Regions from separate parts of the Mus musculus genome. Here all the other regions are linked to region 3. A link is a contact called in public Hi-C and HiChIP or PLAC-seq data. All regions are on one chromosome and are shown on one strand. Each heading gives the region's core, a stretch centred on a gene start, on an enhancer-like site or on the middle of the called end of the contact. The rest is flanking DNA. Distances are from core to core; before and after follow the strand shown.

Region 1 (4,142 bases), core at 1,538-4,037, 190 kb before region 3:
ACCAGTGTGTCTCTTCACACCTTCACCCCTTTCTTCTGTGGGCTCCTCCTTTTCTTTAAATCGTAGACAGGGCAGGTACATGCAACCTGACCTTAAACCCCCGGGCTTACAATAGGTATTCAGTGACCATTCAGCGGGTGAAGGAACAGGTTTGTACCTCTAATCCCGTCTCTTCCCTTATCCCTCCAGGCCTCTCCTGCTCTTTTCCAGGATTCTACACTTTCCTCAGTCATCCACCCCATGTTTCTTCTTAAAGAAGAGCTTCCGTATCCTGCAGCTTCCTGGCCAGAGATTTGGGGTCAGATCTTCCCTTTGGTTTCCAACACAGGCTACCAGGTCTCATGACATGGCCTCACTTCTTACCTTTGCTCAGACTCTGGTGGCTCACCATGATGGCGGCCGCTCCCCTCGCCTCACCTTTTAATGCACACTTGATTTTGATCACTCCCTCATTTAGCATCCTTTTTTCAAGGTCTAGTGCAGATCTGTTCGGTGTGTCCTTCGTGTAGCTGTGGTGATGGGTCTCCTCTCTCCACCCAGGCTTCTTCCTACCCAATCCAGCCTCCTGACCCTAGCCATTCTGAACAGACTCCCTATGGTCCCAGGAACTTGCTGTTTCCTCCCTACTACAAGACCTTGGCAGGTGCTCTTCCCAGCTCTTCCAGGGAGCTGTCTGACTTCTGGAAATGTACCTAATGGCCTGGAAGCCTACCCTCTGCTACTCCTTCCTCATTCTCAGCCCCATGTCCTCACAGGATTATACCCTAGTTTATGTCACCCAAACCCCTCTGTATTAGTCAGGGTTCTCTAGAGTCACAGAACTTATGGATAGTCTCTAGATAGTAAAGGAATTTATTGATGACTTACAGTCGGCAGCCCAATTCCTTACAATTGTTCAGTCGCAGCTGTGAATGGAAGTCCAAGGATCTAGCAGTTACTCAGTCTCACGCAGCAAGCAGGCGAAGGAGCAGGAGCAAGAGCAAGAGCTAGACTCCCTTCTTCCAATGTCCTTATATTGTCTCCAGCAGAAGGTGTAGCCCAGATTAAAGGTGTGTTCCTTAAACTCGGAGATTCAATCTTCTGGAATCCATAGCCACTATGACTCAAGATCTTCAAACCAAGATCCAGATAAGGATCTCCAAGCCTCCAGATAAGGGTCACTGGTGAGCCTTCCAATTCTGGATTGTAGTTCATTCCAAATATAGTCAAGTTGACAACCAGGAATAGCCACTACACCCTCTATGGTATCGCTGTGCCTTGGGTACTGAGAAAACCACGCCTTCCTTGAACCGGACTGTGTCTGGTTCATCTCTTGTGTTTTCCAAGTCCAGATCTGGGGTAAGCTGGAGAGCAGAAGCACATAGTAGCTTTGAATGCAGCTCAGAAGCATCCTCCCCAGGGCCACAGCCAACACAGGGCTTTTGAGCAATGCAGCCGGGTCCGTGAACCTTAAACGGCCACTGATTTCCCAGTCTTAGTGTGAAAACGAGGACATAAGTGTCTCATTAATGCCTTTTAAATGTTCACTCTGCATTGAAAAGATCACATATTGGATTCATCAGGTTAAATAAAATATCTTTAAAAATTAATCTCACTCACTTATTTTAACTTTTCAGGATGGGGGTTGGAAATGTAAAATTGCAGATAATGTCTCTTGATTAACACCTACCAGTGAGCATTGATCTTGATCTAGCCTTCCCAGGTTCAAATCCTTGCTTTCCTATGCCAGACAGCCTGGGGCAAGCCAATTAATGGCCTCAGTTTCCCCATCTGTAAAACAAGTATAATATTAGAATCCTGTTCCCAGGCTTGTTACAAAAATTAGACCAGCTCACACTGTGGGCTTTGCAGATAGGAAGGCTAATATAAATATTAACCATAGCTTACTCTGATTAGTCACACAATTAATATTTGTTGAACAGAGCATTGAATTTCTAAATCCTAACCACCTCACCCCACCTTATTCCCGCTGTAAGCATTTATCTGTCACCCAACATTTATTCAGCAAATATTTATTGAGACACTACGGTGCACCAGGTTCTGTGATTGACACCACAGGCAAAGAAGATTTCGTCAATCAATTAATGGGTTCCACGGATCTTAGCTGAGCTCGGCTTTTGGTGCCAGGGATGACTATAATCTGGGGTCTACACAGGCTACACATTCGCCTCGGGATGGGATGTCAATCAAGGCATGTAGAGAAGACAATACTTAGCAAGAGTTTGACACTGTAGGCTGCCTGCTAGGATGGGGGACCAACAGGGTAGGTAGAAACCAGGAGCAGGGAGGAGAGGGTGCCAGGAGATGCCTTGGGCAGATCAGATGGAACTCTGGGAGAGGCTGGCCAGAAAGAAGGAAGCTGCTCCAGGGAGTGGAGAAACATCTTCCCTGTCATCCATCAGATTTGGAGCAGAGAGAGCTGGGTCATGGAAGTTAACCGGAAAAGCACGGACACATCAATATCAGTCGAGCCGGCTGATTGTTCCTAAGCAGACAAGCCAGCTGGTTGATTGAATTTTTCACTCATCGTTAGGGTGCCCAACAGAAATCTAGGAAACAGAGCCCTCCAGCCAGCAGCCCGGGCATCCCTGAGTTTAGGCTCCCAGACAGCAGTACCCCTCTAGGCCTTCCTGCCAGACTCTAACACCCAGCCTTCATGGCTGGCAGTTTAGTGCACAGCTGGTAAGTTAAAAGCAGTTTAGTGATAATTCCACCTCGCACTGAAGACTTCCAGGGACTGTTAATGAATTTAAATGCCGGGGATTTTCTCTGATGCCTCATTGCATATGCTCCTCACATTAAGATGCTAATGAGGGCTCTAGTGGATGGAGGCACTGGAGTCTGACCAGGGACGGTGGCCTGGGAAGGGTTGCTGGCTGGTCAGGGCTTTTCTAATTCCTTATCAGTGCTGGATCAGTGACCTCTCAGAGTGGGTTAACTGGCCCTAACCTCCTTAGGGTTGGGGGATGCACTCAGCTGGGACTGAGTCAATGCAGTGCCTGGAGCTGAGGCTAATGACGTCGGCAGTCTTAGTGAGCAAACAGGGGAGTTGCTGTGAGATTCCAACTAAGGCCTGGGATTCCATCCAAGAGGCTGTGCCTCACGGACCCAGATGGATTGTGGGTGAAAAAGACTTCAAGTCTGAGTTCTTGAAGACTAAACTTCCAAGAAAGCGCTGAATTCCACCAGGATAAAAGATTGCCCAAGAGGCAGGTGGCACAGAGTGACAAGGTGCGTGGACACTGGGCAACTGGCTGGGATGACAATCAGGCTGCCCTTGAGGACATCAGAAAGGGTAGTTGGCCTAGAATCCCCGTGAGGATGGGAAGATGGTGTGTGGCTTCTCTTCTTGATAAAGGCAAAAGAAAGAGACATAAGAGCCAGGCAGTGGTGGCACACGCCTTTAATCCCAGCACTTGGGAGGCAGAGGCAGGCGGATTTCTGAGTTCAAGGCCAGCCTGGTCTACAGAGAGAGTTCCAGGATAGCCAGAGCTACAGAGAGAAACCCTCTTTTGAAAAACAAAAACAGAGAGAGAGAGAGAGAGAGAGAGGGAGAGAGAGAGAGAGAGAGAGAGAGATTAAGGTTGTAGAACAAAGAAGTTGTAATGCTGATTTTTTGGGGGTGGGGTGGGGGGAAGGAGCAGGCACCCTGGTTTGAACCTTACATCTGCCACCAAGAAACTGTGGGACCTCTGGCAATGAGATACTGAATCCTTTTCTGCCTCAGTTTCCCCATTCGTTAAACAGTGATACAAATAGTTAAGTATCTGCCTTGCTTGCCCAGTTAATCCCTTGGATTAGTGATGAAAGCTGCAGGTCTTCCCCAGCCAGTTTTCTGGCTCTGCTTATGGAGAGCAATCTGAGAGGAGGTAAGCCAAAAGGTGGGCTCCATGCCTGAGAGCACTGGGGAAAGGGCTCTGATAACGCAGCTTCATTTCTGCCGACTCGCACTACACACAGTGGGGAGAATCTGCCGGCTCCCCTAGAAACCATTTTCCTGGGTTTCCTGAAAATCCACCGACAATTTCTGTAAATTTGTTTAAGGATTAAATTAATAAGTCTCTTCTCCTTGGCTGCCATCAACACATAGAACCCTGTGGTTCTCTGCTCCCACAAGCAGCTTCTGAGGCTGCATGTGGAAG
Region 2 (4,067 bases), core at 1,052-3,551, 210 kb after region 3:
TCCAGGGCAGCTATGTGGCCCCTTCTTCACTGCCCGAGTCTAAAGGGTCTATACTTGCATTTGGCCAGTTTTTATATACTCACATCTCCCCTTTCCCAAGACCCCGGGGGTAAAGGACCAGAACACATCAGCCTCCAAAGACAAGGACATAGAGAGGCAGCAATGGGGTAGTAATTTTAATGACTTTGTGGGTGGCAGGAAGCAGTAGGGGTCTGACTGGCATGGGTCCAGCTGTGTAAAGATCATGAGCTGATCTTATTCTTAGATACCCAGGGCTCGAGTCTCTGCCTCCTATGCCACCCCCATTCTCAATATAGCATCAAGCCCAAGACTTCCCTCCTCGTGAAAGTCACCCTCCCACCCTCCATACTGTGGAGATTTTATCTCTTGGTGCTTTGACAATTGCCTGGAGTTTTCTCCTCACAAGTACAGGCACTTGAGTTTTGATTCTGACTCTGAAATGGAGCCAAGATATTCCCAGTTTCGACAAAGCTCCCTCAGGAGTGCCAAGAGTCATCACTGCCAAAGGTCTTGAAAAGCTCATTCAGCTCAGACATGCCACGGTAGCACGGAGCGAGCCTCAGTGGAGAGATGCGGGAAGACAAGGACTTCCGATTGCCATCCAGGCACAGGGGCTTAAAGGAGGCTGAGATTTGCCCGCAGGGGTTGGCAAATGACTTTTATTGGAGGAAGGGTGTTTGAAATGAGCAGATTGGGCACAGAGGGAGTTGGCTGGGAAGGTGGTCAGGTCGATGTTACAGTAAGGATGAGATGGTGGATATAGGAGAGCAAAATGGATGACTGAAGCTTGACTATTTGGGAAGAGTTCTAACTATCTAGTAGTTACACTCAGTTGGCAACAAACACTGAAGGTTTTTCAGTTGCACAGGCTAAGGTCAACATAGGTTAGCATAGCCAACCCACTGTGTATAGGCCCCATGATGCCAATGCCAGAAAGCTTAGCTGCTTTTTCTTGAGGGCCTCCTATGAGCTGCTTATCCCAAGTACTGCCCACTGCATATACTGTTTTTATCTGGCTGCACAACCCCATCTGCATCTACATCCCATGCTCTAGCTTTCTCCATGATGCTGAGTGAAGGGTGTTCCTCTGTACTTGGCTTTTCCAGACTCCTTCCCCTGCCTGACGTGCTGTCTTCACAGCAGCCTGCAGGACATGGTACTTATAGAACACTGTCTGGAAAGGGTCCTCTGAAGTCCCTGGGTGTCCCCAACATTCTCCTGTGCCCCCCACATGACAGATCTGTCTTGAATGAGCCGTTGTTGTGTTGGATGGCTCTCCATGGCTTGTCTATAGGTTGAAGCAAGATGGCTCAGGTCAGGCTTTGCCCCCATTGGCAATTGTCCCAAGGGTAACCAAGCAAGGGTCTGGATCAGAGTAAGCTGTGAAAGGGCTGGGGAACAAAGAAATAAAACTAATAGCAAATGTGTTGGCCAAACGTTAGACAGACAGGATCAACCTGTGGTATGTGTGTGTATGTGTGTGTGTGTGTGTGTGTACATGTATGTAGGTGTGCATACATGTGTCTATGTGCATGTGAACGACTTTGCTTTTTGAGATAAGTTCTCTCCCTGGCCTGGAGGTCTCCAACTAGGCTCAGCGGGCAAACCAGGCAGCTCCAGGGATCAGCCGGTCAGCCTCTCCAGCTCTGGGGTTACAAGATCATTCCACTACCCCTGCTCTGTATGCGGGTTCTGGGAATCAAACTCTGGTCCTCACACTTGTGTAGCAGGTACTTTGCTGACTGAGCCATCTCCCCAGCTCTGCATTTCATTCTTACCACCCGGATTTGAGATGTGTTACTAGTTCCATTTTGTAGGGATGTGCAGCTTAGAGAAGTTTGTGCAATGGCTGATTGGCAGAGCCAGAACCCAGACACAAGCTCCATTTGATGCAGATTGTACCTTCTCTGCTCTGTCCTTCTCCAAGGCCTGTAGCTGCTTTGAATGGAATGATGTGGGTTAGACAAGCTGTGTACGGGCCACTTCCTCTCTCTCTCTCACCTTTTTTGACTTTCCACTCAGCCAGGACAGCTCCCACGTATTTTGTCAAGAACGTAAAGATTGGTATCTGCTTCTGCACTTGGGGAAGTTCCCAAGGCCACTAGGCACCCAAACATACCTCGAATACGCCCCCCTCCTCCCAGGAGAGGTGAGAAAAGGAGTTTTCCATGTGGCCATTGGGTATGAGTTCCTTTTCCCTGGGACTCCCACCTCTTCTCCATGGTCTGGGAAAGCACCCCGGGCCTTCTGATAAAAGCTCAGTACAGGGTGAGGCAGGAGAGAGTTCTTGGCTCCACCAGACATTCGGCGGTTGCTCTAGAGAGGCTTGAGACAGAAACTTATCACCATGAAACCCACTGCCATGGCACTGATGTGCCTGCTGCTGGCTGCCGTGTGGATACAGGATGTTGACAGCAAGAGCAGTGAGTAATGGGGTCCTAGTGCTTGGGCCCAGGGAGGGGAGATGTATAGGCAGGCACTCTGGGCTGGGAACAGAGCTTACCTAGACATCATTGGCTTCATTTCTGTCCCTATCTGGAGATGAATGGCGGGCAGTAATGGGATAGGGACGCTGGGCGTGGAGGAAGGTTATGGACTGGGAGCACACATCTACTTCGTGGTGGGGAGCTCAGACCTGAAACCCATTCCTCTGATTCTTTTGCTAATCCTAGAACTAGGTGGCTGCAGAGACAGACCTGGGCCAGCATCCTCTTGATGGGGTTCCAAGACTGGCCCTGTTCTGGGAGGAGCTTCTCCTTCTCCTTCTCCTTCTCCTTCTCCTTCTCCTTCTCCTTCTCCTTCTCCTTCTCCTTCTCCTTCTCCTTCTCCTTCTCCTTCTCCTCCTTTCTCCCTTCTCCTTTCTCTTCCTCCTCATCCTCCTTTCTCCCTTCTCCCTTCTCCCTTCTCCTTTCTCCTTTCTCCTTTCTCCTTTCTCCTCCTCCTCCTCCTCCTCCTCCTCTTCATCCTCCTCCTTCTAGATGAAGTGGCTTTAGTGTGTGGAAGATAATTTTGATCCTCACCCTACAGACAACTGGAAGGGCCTATGGGGTTGTTTAAAACAAATTAGGATCCCTGAAGTCCAGAGGAGGGACTAAGACTGATTTCCAGTGTGACAGATGACAGGCAGGGGCTGAAGGAAGGACCACAGGAGTGAACAGCCAGATAACTATTATATCTCTTAAAGATGTTTTCTGTATGGATAAACTGGAATCCATGTTCTAGATTGTTCGGAAAATACCAACCTGAGGTCAGGGGACCTGCAAGTTTCTGTGAACAGCGAGACAGGAAGGATCCAGGGTTAGAACACAGGGATGTTGAAGGTGGGATGTGGGAGGAGAGCGTACAAATCAGCAGACTGGGGGTTACTGGTCCCTGAAAGAGGGGAGGGCCAAGGATGGGAATGTGGAAGATTGTGTGGGCGAGTGGACCAGCCACTTTTTGGGAATACCCCCTTTTCCTTCTGAGCCCTTGTGGAGTTCCTCACCCAGCCCCATGTCTGTGAACCAAGAACTACAATGTCCTGCATGCGATGGGATAACAGGTCCTCTAGGATGTGAGGCCAGAGCCCCGAGCTTAAGTACTAGCACAGTACACAGAGCCACGCACTTGTGCTGGGAGACTGGGACTGAAGGGGTTTGTATATGTGGTAGGAAGAGTCTCACCGTATGTGCAGGAGTGTGTGCTGAGCCATGGCTCAGGCAGGCTTGTGGTTTCTGTCCCCACCACCTGCTGGTTTGTAGGGTGCTCACATCTGACGCCCCTCCCCAGTCTTATGATTGTTGTCTCCATCCTAGAAATGTGTTGCTGCTGAGACAGAGCTGCACTGCAGCCCTCGGGATGTGGTCTCCATGCTTGAGTCTGTCCTAGGAAGGACTTGGCTGGTTTTGCTTTTTAATTCTGTTGTGGGTGAGAGGCTATGGTTGCTAATGAATGGTCTTTTTTTGTGCTTTTCTTCTAGTGCTTACGGTCTCCAATAGCTGCTGCTTGAACACCTTGAAGAAAGAGCTTCCCCTGAAGTTTATCCAGTGTTACAGAAAGATGGGCTC
Region 3 (3,916 bases), core at 176-2,675:
ACCCTACTCGGGGCGAGGGGCGCGGAGGGGGGTTCGTTGCGGAGCAAAAACGAATTAAGAGACCGTGGGGAGGTTCACAGCACACTCAAATCAGGCTGCCAGGGACTGCACAGATTCGGGCAAAAGCTGACCACTACAAACGGACGGTTCTCTCAAACATCCAGATGGCTCGCTCCACTAAGGCCTTCTCCAATTCTGTCCTTGGCTCACCCTCTCGGGAGTGGGGCATCAGAGTCTTATATCCCTAGCTAGTCCTTTGCTGGTTGGGGAATTGTCCCGGGTCAGCTGGTTTCACTTGGGCGCAGCAGAGGGCCGCTTCCCCGCCGCCCCTGCCCCCTTGCTTCCACAGCTCCCTTTCTCTCGTTTAGGTTTGCGCCCCTCTCCTCCTGGAGCATCTCCAGCTTGCGGAAGCCCGCCGCAGCGCCCTCCTGGCTCATCTTGAGTTCCCACTCTGGGTGGGGGAGGTTGTCCTACTACCCCCTGCCTCCAACCTTCATATCCCCCATCTCACTGCTGGGGCGCACCATCCCCGGGTTCCTCCCTCCGTCACCCCTTTCCGGCAGAGCCCAGAGCCCAGGGCGAGCCTGGGGAGCAGACGCAACAGATTGCAGAACGCTGGAGCGCGGCCCCGCTGCCTTCGCGCGCCGCCAGTCTCCCGGCCCGCGCCCGCTGCCCAGACCCCCGCCCGACTTGCTCTGCGAGCCGGCCGGCCATTGAGATGCTGCTCACAAGCCTCCCGGGCCCCAACCGTGCGCGTCCCTGTCCTAGGCCCGCCGCAGGAAGCCAGACAGCCGGCGGCACGGCCCGCACCCGCCTGCGCGCCGGGCCCGGAAGCCGCGATCTCGCCGGTCCCAGTGGTCCCCAGCCCCTCGCGCTGCATGGGGAGCTGCGGCCGGGTACCCGAGACTCGACCTAGCTGATCTCTCGCACCCCTCTAGATATCCGTGAGCTGACACGCCCCCAGGGTCTCGGGTTTTTCCCTGAATTCTAACTCTGAGACCGAGGAATCTACCCCCCCCCCGCCCCAATCTCCCCTGGACCGACCTCGGTCCCCTCAGCGGACTCCCGCTGCAGCCGGGAACCGTGCTGGTAGCGACGGCGGAGAGTCCAGGGGAACACTGGGATGAGGTGCTCCTTCCTTCGGTTCTCTCTGCGCCCCCTCCAGGGGCGCCCGCCGCATCTTCACCCCGAGTCTGCGCCGCGACACTTACCGTGGGCGAGCAGCACAGAGAGGCAGAGTAGGGCGGCGCCGCGGCGGCCCGACATCCCTGGGGCCATGGCCGAAGCGGGGGCAGGAGGGGTCCGAGGGTGTAGAGATCCACGGCGAATTGGTCTCAGGCTGGGCTCGGTCGCCTCCAACTCACTGGCGCCCAGCTGTGTCTGTTGAGGCTTCGGGGGCCAGAAAGCGCAATTCGGGGACACTTTGAGGGGAGGGGCGTCCCGGGCACCACCGGCTACACCCTCGGAGCCGGCGGGGGCGCAGCTCGGGGCGGGAGGAGTCTCCACCTCCCCGGGCTGGTGCCCCCTGCAGGATCTGCGAGGAGAGGGGGGAGCCGCACGTGCGGTCCCAGGGCCCGGTGGCCACCAACGTCCCGGTGGCTGCCGAGGGCCGCGTGCCGAAGCCCCTGGCCTCGCCGCGCCGCTCAGATCCGTACTCGCTCGTAGGTACAGAACCCCAACGCGAACTCGAATCGCCTCGGTTTCGGTGGTAACCCCACATGCACAGCGCGGCTTTCTTCCTCTCCCAAGCGCCCTGCAGCAGTAGGGAAAATCCCAGGTCGGGAGGAAACGGATGATTTCTTTCGCAAAGAGAGAAAATCCAGGCAACTTTAATCCATCCGGGGAAGGAAAAGTTTCCTTGCAGGGATGAGACAGGCGACGCGGGTCGCCACCACCCTAGGCGACGCCCAGACGAAACGTCTGAGGTGGGGGACCAGATGTTTGTCCCTTCGCAGTGCTCGGTCTTGGACTCCAGCACTCTCTCCAGTCTCGACCGGGGTCTGCGCTAGCACAGGCCAACTCGGCGCCGCCTGGCCAGGCTGGGGTTCGGTGGCTGGAGCAAGGGTGGAGCTCTAGGCACTCGCTGCCCCATGGAGATGAAGCTAGGAGAAGCGAAGGAGCGGAAGCGCCAGCTAAGGCGCCCCAGCTCGAGCCGTTTCTTCCCAGAGCGTCTCCTCCAGTATCCAGCCCGTAAGCGTTGTAGGATGAGAGATGGGGTGGTCAGCCCTCGGCAGCACCGGCTACCCTTTTCTTTCCTCTCCGGTAGGGTGTCGCTGTCTCAGCACAGGGGTACCTTGCCCCGCCTCACACCTCTCCTCGCTTTCCCGGGGGAACCTACACAAACCTTGAACTTTTCCGAGGTTCACAGTCTCCGATCCCTCGTCCTACCCATCACCCCCGCCTTGCCCCTGGACACCCGCTCGCCCGTTGCCTCGGTGCGGCAGGGCACAGGCTGTCGCTCTTTCGGAGTCAGTCTGGGCGAGTAGATCGCCGCTCCAGTCCCAGCTACGGGTGGCAAGAAGCGGGAGCGCGGCCAGTGGGCTAAGGCAACCGCACCTGCGCAGCCCCTGGCCGGAGAGGCAGCAGCGGGTACCTAGGCGGCCTAGAAAAGATAGAGATGCCGATAGGGGTCCAGCTCTCCTTGGACGTGGGGTTGGGGAAGAAGAAGAATCAAGGACCAGAGGAAAAAAAAAAGAGGCGGGGGAGCCACAGTTGACCGAAGCAGTCGCTGCCACCTCCACGGCGCTCCTCGGTAAATGGTTGAAGAAAGACACACACACACACTGATGCTCGCTGCCCTCCTCCTCGGTCCGGCATCCAGCGCCCACCAGGACCGTAGCGGGCGGGCGCCCAGCTTGGCGCGCTCGCTCCCTTTTCCTCCCTCCCCTCCCAGATTCCCCGTGATCACGTGGCCCCGGAGCGCGCAGCCCACGGCTCGCGCGCCACGGAGACTTCCCCCTCCCCCGGCTCCCCTGTCTGTCCACGTGTCCATTCCGCATTCCCAGCCTGGGGGCGCGCGCGGCTCCTTAATGAGAGCCGGCCCAGGGCTGGCCTCGCCGTTCAGTTCTACTCCGCTTTACATTTAATTTTTTTCCCCCTCTGAGATTAAGGTTGGTGCGATCCGAGAGGGGTCGGTCGGCTGCTGCGACTGCGGTTCTCCTGAGCAGACGCCACAGCCGAAGCCGACCGAGGTCCCTTTTCAGGGAATGCCAGCTCCCCGCAGGGTGCCGGAGATGTTTTCGGTGGTTCTATCCGAGGCGCGGGTAGGGGGCAGCCTCCCACAGCCTCTGAGTCCTCCTGGGTCTGCAGGGCACCCGGTGGGAATCAGACAAGCTGCCGCGCCCAGCTCCTCTGGTTGGAGCTCCTCGGGTAAGAGGCAAGGGGCGCCGCTGGAGGCCGAGGAGAGACTTGCCTCTGCCTACAGGTTGTTTTGCAAACCTCTGAAAGGTGTCCGGGCGCGGAGGTGGGTGGGTGGGTGCGAGAAACTGCCCCTCTGTACTCTCACCCAGTCATCAGCTGAAGAGAGGGGGGTGTGAGGCAGACATTCACTCCCACCATCGCGCCTTTTCCATTAGAACGCAACCCAAATCAGACCCGACCGTCAACCGCCAATAGTCAATCAGGCATGAGATCAATGGCAATGATCTGACAGCATTATTGGATGTCACGAGGGAATCCTGAGAGGTCTGATCTCTATCAGTCCTACTCTGGAGGGGCAGTCTCTTGTCCCATGGGCATAGCCCATAGTGAGAGAATAGAACTTGAGAGTCACCCGTTATACCAGATGGAGTATGGGCTAGACAGATCAGAGCAATGGCTGGTGGGACTCTCCGTCTACACTTTATCTGTCATACTCGGGTCTTTTCTAGCCTTCCTGATCCTGTGAGTGTCCTTTTTGGGAAAATGGGTTTGGATG
Region 4 (3,874 bases), core at 692-3,191, 130 kb before region 3:
GGGTTGATTGCCTGTACTGCACTTTGTCTCGGAGGGCCAAGGCTGGAACAGCCAGGGAGACAATTGCTGCAGGAGTTGCATTTGTTAATCTTGCATTCGTTAATTTATTTTATTTTCAGTCCTCAGAATTAGGACGGGCCTCTTGAACACAATATGCAAATGTATGCAAAGCAAGATGAGCAGGCAGTTTCAGAGCACCCTGCACAGTGGCTCTCCAGAGCCAGAGGGGAGTGGGGGTGGCAGCAGTGGTGGAGGAGGCTCCTCTGTCACTTCCAAAAGAGCAGCTCTGTTCAGGGCTCTGGGGTACCCCCAGGGACCCTCTTGGGGCAGGGGATCATCACCATTTGCTCTGGAAGTCAAGAAGGAAGGAAGGAAGGATTAGACAGCAACACTTCAGCTCCAGGTCTCAGTTTCCTTCATCTGCCTTCAGCCTCACCAACTCTTATCCTCCCTGATCCTCATGTAATGGGCACTGCAGCCTAGGTGACCTGGCAGAGGCCCAAATAGTCTGTGGCCTGGGAAAGGGGGATGTGGGTGAAGGGTCTTCAGTCCTCCATCCCATAGTAGCCTTTACACATCTCACCCTGCCCTGTGAGTTCGCCTGGACCTCTAGGTATAGAAATGGAGTCTTTCAGGATAACTTGTTCCCTCCCCCTGTGCCTCACTGGAGACTCTGTTGCTGCTTGCCATGTGGTTAAAAGGTCCCTGGGTCAGAGGCCTCTGTCTGATCATGAGAAGGGCTACCCTTGGCTCTCTAGGGAGCACAAAAAAGATGAATTCCTAGCATCCATCGGCCATGGCTGATGGAGAGGAGGATGGAGAGGAAGAGGGGGAGAGAGAGGGAAAAGGAAGAGAAGGGGAGAGAGAGAGGAAGAGGGAAGGGGAGGAAGAGAGGAAGGGAGGAAGAGAGGAAGGGAGGGAGGGAGGGAGGGAGGGAGGGGGTTAGTGAGGGAGAGAGGGAGAGAGAGAGAGAGAGAGAGAGAGAGAGAGAGAGAGAGAGAGAGAGAGAGAGAGAGAGAGAGAGAGAGAGAAGGGGTTAGTGAGGGACCGAGAGAGGGAAAGAGAGATTTCGGAGGGATTCCTCTTCCCTCTCTCCCCTCTCCCACCTCATTCCCCTTTCCCTCTGTCCACTAGGGACTCCAGTACAAAACTAACTTGTTGCAGTACAAGGGCAGCTTGGGACCAGAGTAGGGCAGACTGATGAGACCCAAGAGCTGCTGGAGTGGGACTTGGAGATGTGGGACAGGATGGGGTGGGAGCTCTCTGGATAGATCAAGTGGGGGTAGGAAGTCTGAGGCGGCTGAGGAAGAGACCATTGAAAATTTTAAAATATTGGGGGTGGGAAAGGAGACTACGTGTGTCTTAGTAATCTGTAACACAAACTTGCCACAGCCTAGAGTCACTTGAGTGGTTTCCCAAAGGGTTGAGGCTTGTGGGCAGAGATGTGGGGGAGGCTCATCTTGATTGTTAATTGGTAGAGGAAGGCTCAGCCCACTATGGGTGGCACTATTCCTTGGGCAGGTGATTCTGGGCTGTGTAAGAAGCCAGCTAAGAGCGAGCAGGAAGGAGCCGGCAAACAACTTTCCTCCATGTTTTTTTGCTTCACATTCCTGCTTGAGTTTCTGCCCTGACTTTCTTTAGTAATGGGCCATTTGCAATTTGAAAACTGTAAGCCCTTTCCTCCTCTATATTGCTATTGGTGTTTTACTGCAGCAACATATACCAAGCTAGAATAACATTTTACATTTTTTCAGACACTGAGAGTGGGCCATCATCCTGTTCGTGCCCCTGTCTCCCTGCCAGGAGGGACAGGAATGGGCTCAGGGGCCATGCATGTGAACCCAGAGCCTGATGCAACCCTTCCTTCACAGGTGGTTCCCAGCAGAGGAGCTTGGCGGAGGAGCTTGCAAGGCTGCAGTCTGTTGCTTGGGGAAGAAATGCCCAGACAGAAGCTAGGATACAGCCTGGTGTCGGGAAAGGAGCCCACCATCTGCTCCTGCTCACGGGGAAACAGACACCGTCAGCTAAGCCAAATCAAACAGCCGGGTTGCGGTGCGGTGGTGAGGTTCCCGGATTCCCCGGTATAGCAGGCAGCAGGCCACCCTACTTAATTCCATTGATAGTAGGGACTGCAAGAAAGCAGCTCCACAGAGTCCCACCCAGGGGTCAGCCAGCATGCTCCTGGGCAAACCTGGACCAACCAAGCCACCCGACACTGTCCTTCCTCTCCCTCCCCCTCAGATCTATTCTCCAGGGTCGGGTTTTATGAGAAGAGTGGGCGAGAACTTGAAAAATAAATAAAAAATTTAAAGACAAATAAATAAGGGAGCAGTCCGCTCTTTTCCCCTTTAATTTTTTAAAGGAAAAATTAATTTTCCCCTGCCTAAGTACCTGTCACCTTAAATTAATGTTTCCAAGAGCAAAAATGACAGAGAAGTTGGGTCATTAGGCAAATTTTAATTAGAGGCTCAGATGTCCTTTACTAATAAGATGTTACATATATTTCATCCTGTTCTTGCCTCCCTACCTCCAGGATGGCTCGTGACACTACCAGAGACCGCTGGGGAATCAGGAAGAGGGGACTGAGCCAGCGAGGAGAATGCAGCTGTTTTTGAGGGAAAGAGGAAAGGGTGGAGGGAAGTCTGGTCTGGCTTTTCCTAAGAAGATGGCTAGCCAGGGCCAAGCCAACTTCTGCTCTCAGTGGTGGACATCCCAATGCTTTCAGGGCAGGCTGTGTTCCCTAAGAACTGTGTGTTAGTGTATGTGTATACATGTGTTAGTATATGCATTAGGGTGTGTGTATATGTCTAAACATGTATGAGTGTATGCATGTATGATGTGCACATTATATTCAAGTATGCATCATACATATATGTATGCATGTGTATTTTCATATGTCTGTATGTGAATGTGTGTCTCTGTGCATGCACATATGTGAGTGTACTTATTTATAAGTGTGTATATATGTTGTATATATGTAACTATGTGCCTATTTGTGTATGTGTGCATGGGTGTGTATACATGTGTGCATATGTATGCATGTATGAGTGTATATATGCATGTGCCTTTGTGAGTCTTATGTGAGTACATATTAGATTGTGTATGTGTGAATGTGTATGCATGTGTGCAGGCATGTATATATGCATATGGTATACACGTGTGAGTGTGTTAGTTTGCACGTGCAAGTATGCATGTGAGAGTATGTTTTGAAGATTCTAATTTAGCCTCCTCAGAGTTACAATGGCTCTGATGATGAGTTCTTGGAGTAGTTGCTTACATTGTGCCTCAGTTTCCCCATTCTAATAAAGGGGATGATAGATTTCTTCCTCTACAGATGCTGAAAGAGTTCCCTAGAATAAGACCTGGTGCCAGGAAGTCCTCAGAGCCAGGTGCACATGAGTCTGCATGCTGCTGAGAACATGGGTGTGGGGACAGACCTTCATGTGGGAAGAGTGGAAGTTTGGGAGTCAGAAGGTGTGGCTTGAGTTCCACACCCACTATTTCTGGCTTGGGGACTGATGTACTGGGGACCTTGATGGGACAGCCACCTTACTCCTCTGATCCCTTAGAGGTTACAATGTGCAGAGAAGCCTGGGGGCTGAGACCTGGGAGCCTCCAGAGTCTAAGCATCTTTAGGAAGCAGGGGACACAGGAAAAGGAGGCCTACCTGCCAGCCACACACTTCCCTGTGGGCAGCTCCACAAACAGGTGCTGGGTCTGTCTGCAGCTCACAGTACCTCTGAGCATTCTTGCACTTGTCTGTATGGATGTGGTCATACAGAGTATTGGAAGGGTCCTTCATGCCCTGGGGACTTCTGGTCCTTCCTTAGTCAAGCTCTGAGGACTGAGGCCATCAGTGGCCCCTCTAAGGGCC

What was found. A called contact is a pair of places that touch in the nucleus more often than the background predicts. HiChIP or PLAC-seq counts read pairs in DNA pulled down with a chosen protein or histone mark.
Region 1: an H3K4me3 HiChIP or PLAC-seq map of embryonic basal ganglia shows a contact between it and region 3, with 2.8 times the contacts expected there. The contact joins the enhancer-like site here to the promoter of Tmem132e in region 3. A contact is called at or near these places in 1 of 15 datasets of contacts at CTCF or cohesin (pro-B cells), 6 of 484 Hi-C or Micro-C datasets (cortical neurons, liver, stem cell-derived neural stem cells and 1 more), 16 of 115 datasets of contacts at active chromatin or transcription factors (the 230-238 cell line, astrocytes, differentiating embryonic stem cells and 10 more) and 2 of 9 other capture datasets (embryonic stem cells and liver).
Region 2: a Hi-C map of group 2 innate lymphoid cells shows a contact between it and region 3, with 3 times the contacts expected there. The contact joins the promoter of Ccl1 here to the promoter of Tmem132e in region 3. A contact is called at or near these places in 3 of 484 Hi-C or Micro-C datasets (embryonic stem cells and group 2 innate lymphoid cells).
Region 4: a contact with region 3 is called in a Hi-C map of cerebral cortex, with 2.3 times the contacts expected there. The contact joins the enhancer-like site here to the promoter of Tmem132e in region 3. A contact is called at or near these places in 1 of 15 datasets of contacts at CTCF or cohesin (large pre-B cells), 4 of 484 Hi-C or Micro-C datasets (cerebellum, cerebral cortex and nephron progenitors), 7 of 115 datasets of contacts at active chromatin or transcription factors (craniofacial prominence, differentiating embryonic stem cells, embryonic forebrain and 4 more) and 1 of 9 other capture datasets (liver).

The regions. Positions count from the first base shown.
Region 1 is chr11:82,578,841-82,582,982 of GRCm38.p6, reverse strand. No RefSeq gene overlaps it. Among named protein-coding and RNA genes, the nearest start is that of Gm24612, 15 kb to the left of the region's middle. Within about 2 kb of position 2,787, at least 40 of the 459 cell types and tissues checked have an H3K27ac peak or open chromatin away from gene starts, as enhancers often do. A contact at or near this core is called in cortical neurons, embryonic basal ganglia, embryonic forebrain and 2 more, where this site is marked.
Region 2 is chr11:82,178,046-82,182,112 of GRCm38.p6, reverse strand. Ccl1 (chemokine (C-C motif) ligand 1) reads left to right here and starts at 2,301. Exons shown (of 3, transcript NM_011329.3): 1 at 2,301-2,444; 2 at 3,980-4,067. The coding sequence starts at 2,369.
Region 3 is chr11:82,386,409-82,390,324 of GRCm38.p6, reverse strand. It overlaps Tmem132e (transmembrane protein 132E), which reads right to left and starts at 1,425. Exons shown (of 9, transcript NM_001304439.1): 1 at 1,212-1,425. The coding sequence starts at 1,278. It overlaps Gm38577 (a long non-coding RNA gene), which reads left to right and starts at 2,885. Exons shown (of 3, transcript XR_880073.3): 1 at 2,885-3,369.
Region 4 is chr11:82,519,703-82,523,576 of GRCm38.p6, reverse strand. No RefSeq gene overlaps it. Among named protein-coding and RNA genes, the nearest start is that of Gm24612, 75 kb to the left of the region's middle. Within about 2 kb of position 1,941, at least 11 of the 459 cell types and tissues checked have an H3K27ac peak or open chromatin away from gene starts, as enhancers often do. A contact at or near this core is called in cerebral cortex, where this site is marked.